Linked DNA regions of Rattus norvegicus: regions 1 and 2 are each linked to region 3. Evidence: chromatin contacts called from public Hi-C data. All regions are on one chromosome and are shown on one strand. The core of a region is the stretch at or near the end of the contact, and the rest is flanking DNA. Distances in the headings are between cores, read along the strand shown.

The links. Hi-C and Micro-C count contacts between places; a contact is called where the count stands out from the background.
Region 1: a Hi-C map of Schwann cells shows a contact between it and region 3, with 10 times the contacts expected there. The contact joins the promoter of LOC102548794 here to the promoter of Pdgfa in region 3. A contact is called at or near these places in 11 of 12 Hi-C or Micro-C datasets (the A7r5 cell line, the Rat2 cell line, Schwann cells and 7 more) and 1 of 1 datasets of contacts at active chromatin or transcription factors (oligodendrocytes).
Region 2: a contact with region 3 is called in a Hi-C map of liver, with 2.7 times the contacts expected there. The contact joins the promoter of Dnaaf5 here to the promoter of Pdgfa in region 3. A contact is called at or near these places in 1 of 12 Hi-C or Micro-C datasets (liver) and 1 of 1 datasets of contacts at active chromatin or transcription factors (oligodendrocytes).

What each region holds. Positions count from the first base shown.
Region 1 is chr12:20,891,244-20,893,943 of GRCr8, forward strand. It overlaps LOC102548794 (40S ribosomal protein S27-like), which reads right to left and starts at 1,348. Exons shown (of 2, transcript XM_006248982.3): 1 at 1,339-1,348. The coding sequence starts at 1,348.
Region 2 is chr12:20,605,144-20,607,843 of GRCr8, forward strand. Dnaaf5 (dynein, axonemal, assembly factor 5) reads right to left here and starts at 1,337. Exons shown (of 13, transcript NM_001134857.1): 1 at 755-1,337; 2 at 1-73. The coding sequence starts at 1,337. It also overlaps a transcript of Prkar1b not described here.
Region 3 is chr12:20,758,084-20,760,783 of GRCr8, forward strand. Pdgfa (platelet derived growth factor subunit A) reads left to right here and starts at 1,283. Exons shown (of 8, transcript NM_012801.2): 1 at 1,283-1,499; 2 at 2,285-2,482.

The DNA.
Region 1 (2,700 bases), core at 98-2,597, 130 kb after region 3:
TCTCAGCAGGGGATTTCAGTGTCTTTCCCAGACCTCTTGGCCTAGATGGAATTAGCTAATGCTAGATGAGTAACCATCCCCAATTCCTGTCTCTGCAGAACGTGACCTCTTAGGAAACAGGCCTCTGCAGGTGGCAGTAGTTAAAGCCCTGGTTTTAGATCCAAGCCTACATTTTGGTATTGTCTTTGTGGTTTGAGAGAGTCTCTCATGTAGGAATGACTGATCTCCAACTCACTAAGTAGGCAAAGATGACCTCGAATTCCTGATCCTCCTGACTCTACCCTCCAGGCACTGGACTTACAGGCATACACCACCGCTGGGGGAGGGGGGTGAGCAGGGTTTTGCGCATGTTAGCTAAGCACCCTGGCAACCAAATCACCCTCCCTAGCTTAAGTCAGCCTTATGTCTAACGACAAGATCTCTCCTCAGAAGAGTGAACAGAGTAGCCATGTACAGTAGAGGACATAACCAGGCTATGTGCCCACACTGAGGGATGTCAAGCGCCATAGGCAGCAACAGATACTGGAGAGGAGCTGGGGTCAGACCTCTGTCAGCCTTGGGAGGCACCAGACCTCAACCCTATGGGGTCTGAGGGAGCACTTCCTTGATCCTAATTCATTATCACTTATGGCAGCACTCCTCGGACACTGTCAGACTCCCCGAGTGTGCTCCGAGCTCCTAGAACCACAGATATGCCTTAGGAAAATGAAATCCCTGTTCTCACATGGTGCTACACTTTCTGTTGAGCCACGGGCAGGCTGTAAAAGGGAGTGACTTCTGCCCACCTATGAGGCTTGTTGCTTGGTTGGTGTAGCCAAGTTCACTTGTAGCAAACAGGGCAACTCTTATACACCCTTTGGTGCCCGGGTCTCCCTGCCCTATGTAGAAACTTGTGTCTCCTTTCTGATCTCCTTGGGGCACTGTGACTCATGACAGACCTGTACATCTGCTTTCCCCATAGTGGAGGAGGAACTGGAGGCTTTAAGACATAGGTAGGGTGGGCGTTATGGCTCCAATGGGCTGTCCCTGTAGGTATCCTCAGGCTATGCCCTGTCTCTTGTCCATGCAGAATAAACTCTATTGTGATCCTAGACCTGGGAAGATGTGAGGCTGAGTTGGAAGACCCCACTGTCCCATTCCCGGCTCTGTGTGTCCCTAGGACTCTAGCCAACCCAGGGAACTTCAGTTTCCTTGACTGTGGATTGGTCTAGAAGCTTCTTGTCTTCCCTCTGACCTTGGTGGAGGTCACTACCCATCAAGTTTCCACAGACTCAAAGAACTCATGTCTTGCTGTGGCATCAGGACATGAGGCTCCCTAGAAACCTGAGCTCTGAGTACCTGTTGGCATTGTGATCAGGGTGCAGACAGCATGGGGAAACTCTGGTCAGGCGCTGTCTCTGAGAAGCCCTGGGTCTCTTGGCACTGGAACACAGTTGGGACAGTGTCCAAACTAGGCCATCCTTTTCCCCACGGCCTTCCTGGAAGATGTGAGTATCTCAGGAACACACAGAAGGGTGGAGCCAACGCTTTCACTCCATACCCACGCCTGCATCCCTTGTGTGTGGATGTCTGAAACACAAGGGTCCTTTGCACCTGCTGCTCTAGGAGCCAACCTCATCTAATTGCTTAACTTGTGAATTCTTATGCCATTAATACCTGGTACCGAAAATAATGTTGCCTAGAAACTTACCTGGGCCACTGTGTCTGTCGCTTTTTGAGAAAATAAAGTCAAACTGTCTTCTGCCAGCTATTTCCCATTTCTCTCCTCTTATGTGTCTTGGTTTTGATGCTAACCTTGGAGATGAGGCTTCGGGAGAGACATTAAAGGGACATTTCCCCTCCAGCAGCATCTGCAGGTCTTCCTTCCCTGTGACAGCTCATGGAGAGCACAGCACCCATTTTCAAAAGGGATGGAGACAAGGAAGTCTCAACCACGTGGGACACTCTCCTGCTGTGTCACAGGCTGTTGAACCCACAGCCCGGGAACGTGTGCCTCATGGTATATATGTGTTCACACATCTATTTTGGGGTATCCACACCACAGACTCATATGATGAGATGCACAGGTCTGTAAGGCTAGGGCCCAGAAGAGCTGGGGTCCGGATGCATTTGGAGCTATTTCCCACTGTGATAACACAACTAAGATTTGCCCCCTCAACTTCGTTGTGACCTTTCTGCGGTTCCCCATCGTTTTAGTGAAGTTTTCTGTTGCTGCAAGGGTTTATTCCAACTTCCAACTTGTCACGCCCCATCACTAAGAGAAGTCAAGGCAGGAATTAAAGTAGGGACCATGGAGGCAACTTCTTGCTCGAGTGTTCTCGGCATGCCTTTGTACACAGGTCAGATCACCTACCCTGGCATGACACTGCCCGTGGTGAGCTGCCCTCTGCTCCTATGTCAATCAATAGTTTTGAAAATGCTCGGGCTGGAGAGATGGCTCAACGGTTAAGAGCACCCAACTACTCTTCCAGAGGTCCTGAGTTCAATTCCCAGCAACCACATGGTGGCTCACAACCATCTGTAATGGGATCTGATGCCCTCTTCTGGTGTGTCTGAAGACAGCTACAGAGTACTTATATATAATAAATAAATCTTAAAAAAAAAATTTGAAAATGCTCTACAAACTTGCCTATAGGCAGATCATATGGAGCCATTTCTCAGTTGAGACCTTTCTTTCCCAACGACTCCAGCTTATGTCAG
Region 2 (2,700 bases), core at 87-2,586, 150 kb before region 3:
ACCTTCCAGTGCTGGTGGGAGATGGTCTGCATCAGGGGGCCTATGAGGGACTCCGACTGCATGTGGAAGTGCTCTGTGGGATAGGGTGACTGCTGGTTATGAGAATCGGCTGCGGGGGGGGGGGCGGGGGGGGCGGGGTGTTGGCTGTTCTGCGGCTACCACCAAACCTTCCTCTGGACTCATAAACTAGCCTCTGCTAGCCTCAACTCCCACCTTTCCTCTTAGTGGTGCTGGGAACTGCGTATGCTCCAGGCATCCCGGGGGACATGCACCCATATTTCACAAGGTTGGCTCCCTCCCGGGAGGACTTTCCAGGTGACTATCAGCACTAAGCGGAGCCTCTTATTTTTCCAAACTCTGGCATAGAAGGGAAAGCTCTGATCAAGCCGAGCTGTTAGAATGGTAGAAATAAACGAAAGGGAGATGGACAGAGGCAGCCTCCCTTCACGCAGGAAGTTAGTGGTCTGAGTCAGAGACACAGAAGACACTGGAGTAGAGAAACCTAAGTTCACAATCTTGAGTTGTCCTTTTCCACAGGAGTTCCATAACCTTTGCATAAAATGATCATGAAATGGGTATGGCACAGGTCTGCGATTGTAGCAGAAGCATCGTTAGGGTTGATGCCAGCCCGGGCTACACCGTGAGATCTTGCCTCGTGCCCCCTCCCATCTGAAATCACCATACGAAGGAACCAGCCCACTTTAGTTAAGTTTCTGGAAATCTAGGTACCTAGGGAAGGGGATCTGACACTTACCCGGAATGGCACGCGCCAGAGCGGCTGCGCACTCGCAACCCTCCCGGCGCACCGCGGCGAAGGGGTCGAGCAGCGCACCCCGCAACGCGCGCACCGCGTCGTCCAGGTGGGGCGCGAGCGCGGCGCCGCCCAGGTCCACGGCCAGGTGAAGCAGTTGCACGAGGGCAAGACGCAGCTCTTCGCAGGGTTCAGGCGGTGGCCGCGTGGATTCTGGTCGGGCAAGGCGTGCGGTGAGCGCGGGCAACAGGCGCGGCAGAGCATCGCGGGGCCGCGCGGCACGGCGAAGGCCTAAGTCCAGCAGGTGAGCAGCCAGCGCGCGGCAGCCCTCGGCTGGGTCGGTCAGAAGTCGCAGCAGGCGAGGCAGCAGCAGACGAGCCCATGGGCCCTGGAAGGCAGCGGAATCCGTTCCGGGCCGCACCGCCTCTTCCAGTGCGTGCTCCAGAGCTTCCAGCGCGCGCCGCCGCCCCAGCTTACTTTCGGTCTCCAGTCCCGGTAACAGACGACCTAGCGCGCGGGTCAGTTCCGCTGCTTCATCCGCCTCGGCGAAGCCCGCGGCCACCTCCGCCTCCGCCGGCGCCGCCATCTTGAACGCGTTGCTTGTCTCCAAGGGAACCGGCGCTAGTACGATGGTCGTAGCACGCTTTACGGCAAGACTTCCGGCTGACTCGGTTGCTCGAGGCAGCGTGTGCGCGTCTTAGGAGTGGTGCTGGGGGAGGGGTAGGGAGTAAGGGGTAAAGGGCGGGACCAGGGGAAGTGGGCGGACAAAGGGCTTAGAGGGCGGAGTAGCGGGCAGGGGGACGAGAGAGGGGGCGAAGAGAAAGTGTTATTGGCTGAGTCTAGGAGTCGAGGGTGGGGCGAGAACCTCGAGGGCGAGGCAGGAGGCAGCAAGCTCCTCAAGGGCCTTGGGTAGTGGGCGGTACGAGGGGGTGGTAGGCGGGACACAGGCCTCTTGGGTAGAGGCTTAGTGTGAAGAGTGGGGAATAACGTGTAATGGGAGGGAAAAGAACCAAATGGGCGGGGCGTGGACTTTGGGAGCGTTGCAGGAGGTGGCAGGCGGAGCGTTGTCTTTTGTAGGCAGGGCGAAGAATAAGGGATTACGGGAAGGGGGCGGGGCAAGGGGTAGTGGATTTGGTAGGGGGTAGGTGGGCGGGACATGAGCCGCGCAGCTGGCGGACAAGGTTCAGTAGGTGGGGTACAGGTTCAGTAGGTGGGGTACAGGTTTGGGGAAGGAACATAAAGCTCAAGGGAAGGGGTGGGGGGGGGTCTGAGTAGGGTGAAACTTGAGGAATGAGGGGCCTGAGACAAGTACTGATAGGTGGGACGCAGGCCTTGGGGCGTGGCAAATGGCTGGGGGCGGGGTCAAGGGTGGGGCTGGCCAGTTCCTGAGTCTGGAACTTGGCCAGAGTGGCTCTCCTCCTGCTTGCTTGCACCTTCAGGTTCCTTTCCTCAGGGACAGCTTAAATGAGATTCTTTCGAATAGGTGATCCTTACTCAGAGGTCATGGAGAAGGCAGGTGCGGATATGCCACACGGGTCCTACCTCAGTTTAGACATGCATTATCCTCGATGGCTGGAAGTGTTTTAGAGGGACAGAGATGGTATTGCCAGTGGTCAGGGCCCCTGCTGGGCACTTCCTAGTCCTGGTGCTGAGCCTGACTCAGTGCTTCATGACTTTTCCAGGAAGCAGAATAGGGTGTGGGTGCTTCCAGACCTGGGCATCCAGACACATCACATCTGAGAACAGGCCTGTGATGTTAGGAGTTGGGTTTTATGACAAATTTGACCCTTTTGTTTTGTTCTTGACATTAGTTTTGTGGAAAATTGGTGTTCCACAGGTGACCTCTAGGAGTTTTGAGTGTGGCGGGGAAGCTCTAGGGAACCATGTTAAATGGCTCAGGATAACAAAAGAGTTGTAAAGAGAGGTGATTGGCTGAGCAAAGGCCTGGC
Region 3 (2,700 bases), core at 33-2,532:
ATTTTAATTATGGGCGGGAGGACACGTCGCGTTGTGCCGGGGGCACTGGAGACAGGTCGGAAGCATCTGCTCTGGGGGCGACCGGACATCCCTGTCACCGCCAGGTGCACTTTCTAGTTCCCTTCCCCACCTTTCCAAGCTCCCAGCTGCTGGCCGCCTACTTCCTCCAGGGACCCTCCAGCTGTCCTCAAGCGCCCACAGTCCTTAAGATGCTCTTTCTAGTTGGGACTGGATTTTAGGGGGTGGGTGAGGGTCTTTCTCTCGCACCCGGCTTGGGGGTTTTCAGCTACTGGGGCGGGGATGCCCCACAGAGCCTGGAGCGACGCATCTACAGGCTAGGGCAGCAGCCACCCACACCTCCTCCGACTCTAAAGTATATTTAGCCTCATTATCAAATGTTTGCAGTGAACCGAGTGAACCGCCTAATAGCGGCTGGAAGTGAAACTCGAATCCCAGCCAGGAGAAAGCACGTGATTTCTCCTACCAGAAGGGATCACCGAGGCGCGGGCGGGACAGGTGCGGTGGCCTCAAGCGCATGCAACCCCCGCCAGCTCGGCTTGGTCTCTTGGTGTTCTTTGGAGGCCTGACACCCTCACACAACCCCTTCTCTAGAGGCTAAAATGAGGACAGTCGCGGGTCCCAAGGGAAGCCGAGGCATGGGTGTGTGTGTGTGTGTGTAGCCTGAGCCGGCGGGTCCTTTAGGCTTTTGACCACATGACTTAGCCAGTCCCAGTTTTCAGAGACCAGGAATCTTCTAAGAACCTGGAGGAACAGCATGGTGTGTGTGTGTGTGGGGGGGGGGGGGTGGAGGGGTTAGGGGTCATTGTCTCACATCAGAGTACCGGTAAGCTTAAGGGCCCATGCCCCAGTCCCCTTAGGCAGCTGGCGCTCGGCTGCACAAGCTCTTACCACCCTCGCGCGGCCGCTGTTGTTGTGGTCGCTATGACGACGGGTCGCGGTTTTATTTTTAATAGCGGTCGGCGATTAGAACGGTGCCTGCGCCCAGCTCCCTGTGGCTCCCGTGTCCCGGGCGGATGCATCCAGGCCTAGCTTCATTCTGGTCCCTGATGTCCCTTCGCATCTTCAGAATTCCTCCCGCCCCTCTTTGATTTCCAGCTGGGCGCCCCTGCTGCGCCAAGAGAGTAAGGGGAGAGAAAAGCACCGAACTAGGCGGGGTCCCCAGGAACCCGCAGCCTCCATGCGGAGGTGGTGGCCGGACGGGCGCGGCATCCCCTCAGCAATGCAACCCGATCTTCTTCCTGGATTTTCACATCGGGTCGTCGAACCGCAAAGAGGTGTCCTCTGGTCCTCTCTGCTTCTGAGAAGGGCTTGGCAGGACAGGACGCGTAGAACAATCGGGATAAAACGGTGAGGAACTCGACTCAGGTCCAGCGTGGTCCTGGTAGTCGCCGCCAGAAGCCATCCGGTGAATCTCCCTCTGCAGAGCAGCACAAAGTTTCACCAGAACGGACAAGGCCTGGGCTTTCTAAGACCTCGAGGTGAGGAACTTCTCGACGTTTTCCAGACTCCCTCTTTAGGCCAAGAGAGGGTGCCTCTGTATCTCCAGAGCATCCCGAGGTGCTAGGGCAGGGGCGTGGCGACGGGGCCCGCAGGCCTAAGGAAGTCTGTGGAACTGCTTTAGATTTGGGCTCCAAAGGTTCTCAGCAACCTACCCCCACCACACACACACACACACACACACACACACAGACACACACACAGACACACACACACACACCAGGTATTTGGGGCTAGGTGAGCCGCCCTCGTGGGGCCTTTCTAGCTCGACCTTTGAAATGCAGGAACCCGGGGGAGCTGGGGATGAAAGGCTCCTGCCCGGCTCTGCCTTTGTCTGGGGACAAAAGAGATTGGTGGGGGATTCGACCCGGGCTGGGTGCACGGGTTAATTCACATGAAAGGGAGTGAACTGGACGGGCGGGATTCTGTTGCACCCCTACCCATGGAGCGCGTCATAGAATCCAGAGCCCTAAGCTCTGTCTAGCTTTGGGATTTGAAAGGTCCACAATCCTCTAACTCCAATGCATGTCCAGAAGCTGACAGGTCTGGCCTTGCCGTCGGGTCACATCCCACCAGGAATCCATCTCTCTCAGTGGGAGAACCGTCCAGCCCTGATCAGACTTCTGTCCGCATGTGCCTTCCCCGCCACCCGGTCTGTACTGTGCCTTGGCCGGAGGTGGCGCTCTGCGCTCCCTTAGATTCCAAGGCAGAACCCAGGAGTTCCTCACCCGCGGCTTCTTTTCTATCTTTTCTTCTATCCCCTCAGCAACCCGTTCAGGGTGCGGCTGGGCCTTCTGCCAGGGGCTAAGGATCTGGAGGGTGCAGGGTGTCAAGGTGGCGATGAGGCAGGTGGCAGCCTCCTCCCTGACTCTAGCCTCGCTTCCACCTCCACACAAGAGTGCAAGTTCCTCAATCAGGTGTCCCAGGCTTTGGCTCTGGGGCGCGGGCGCGTGGCAGCCGTCAGGTGAGTGCCCTAGACGCGCCCCTAAACCAGCCCCGCCTCTTCGCAAAGACTCACTCCCCCTCCTTTTATGGAGAGGGGAAGGCTGGAGCACTGGATCCTTACAGTGGGAAGCGGCCCGAGAGCCGGGCGGGGGCCAAGCTGACTCTCATGCCCTTTTTGGCGCAGTAGCTCTGGGCGCTGCCCTTTACTGCCGCTGGGGCCCGAGAGAGAGGCGAGCC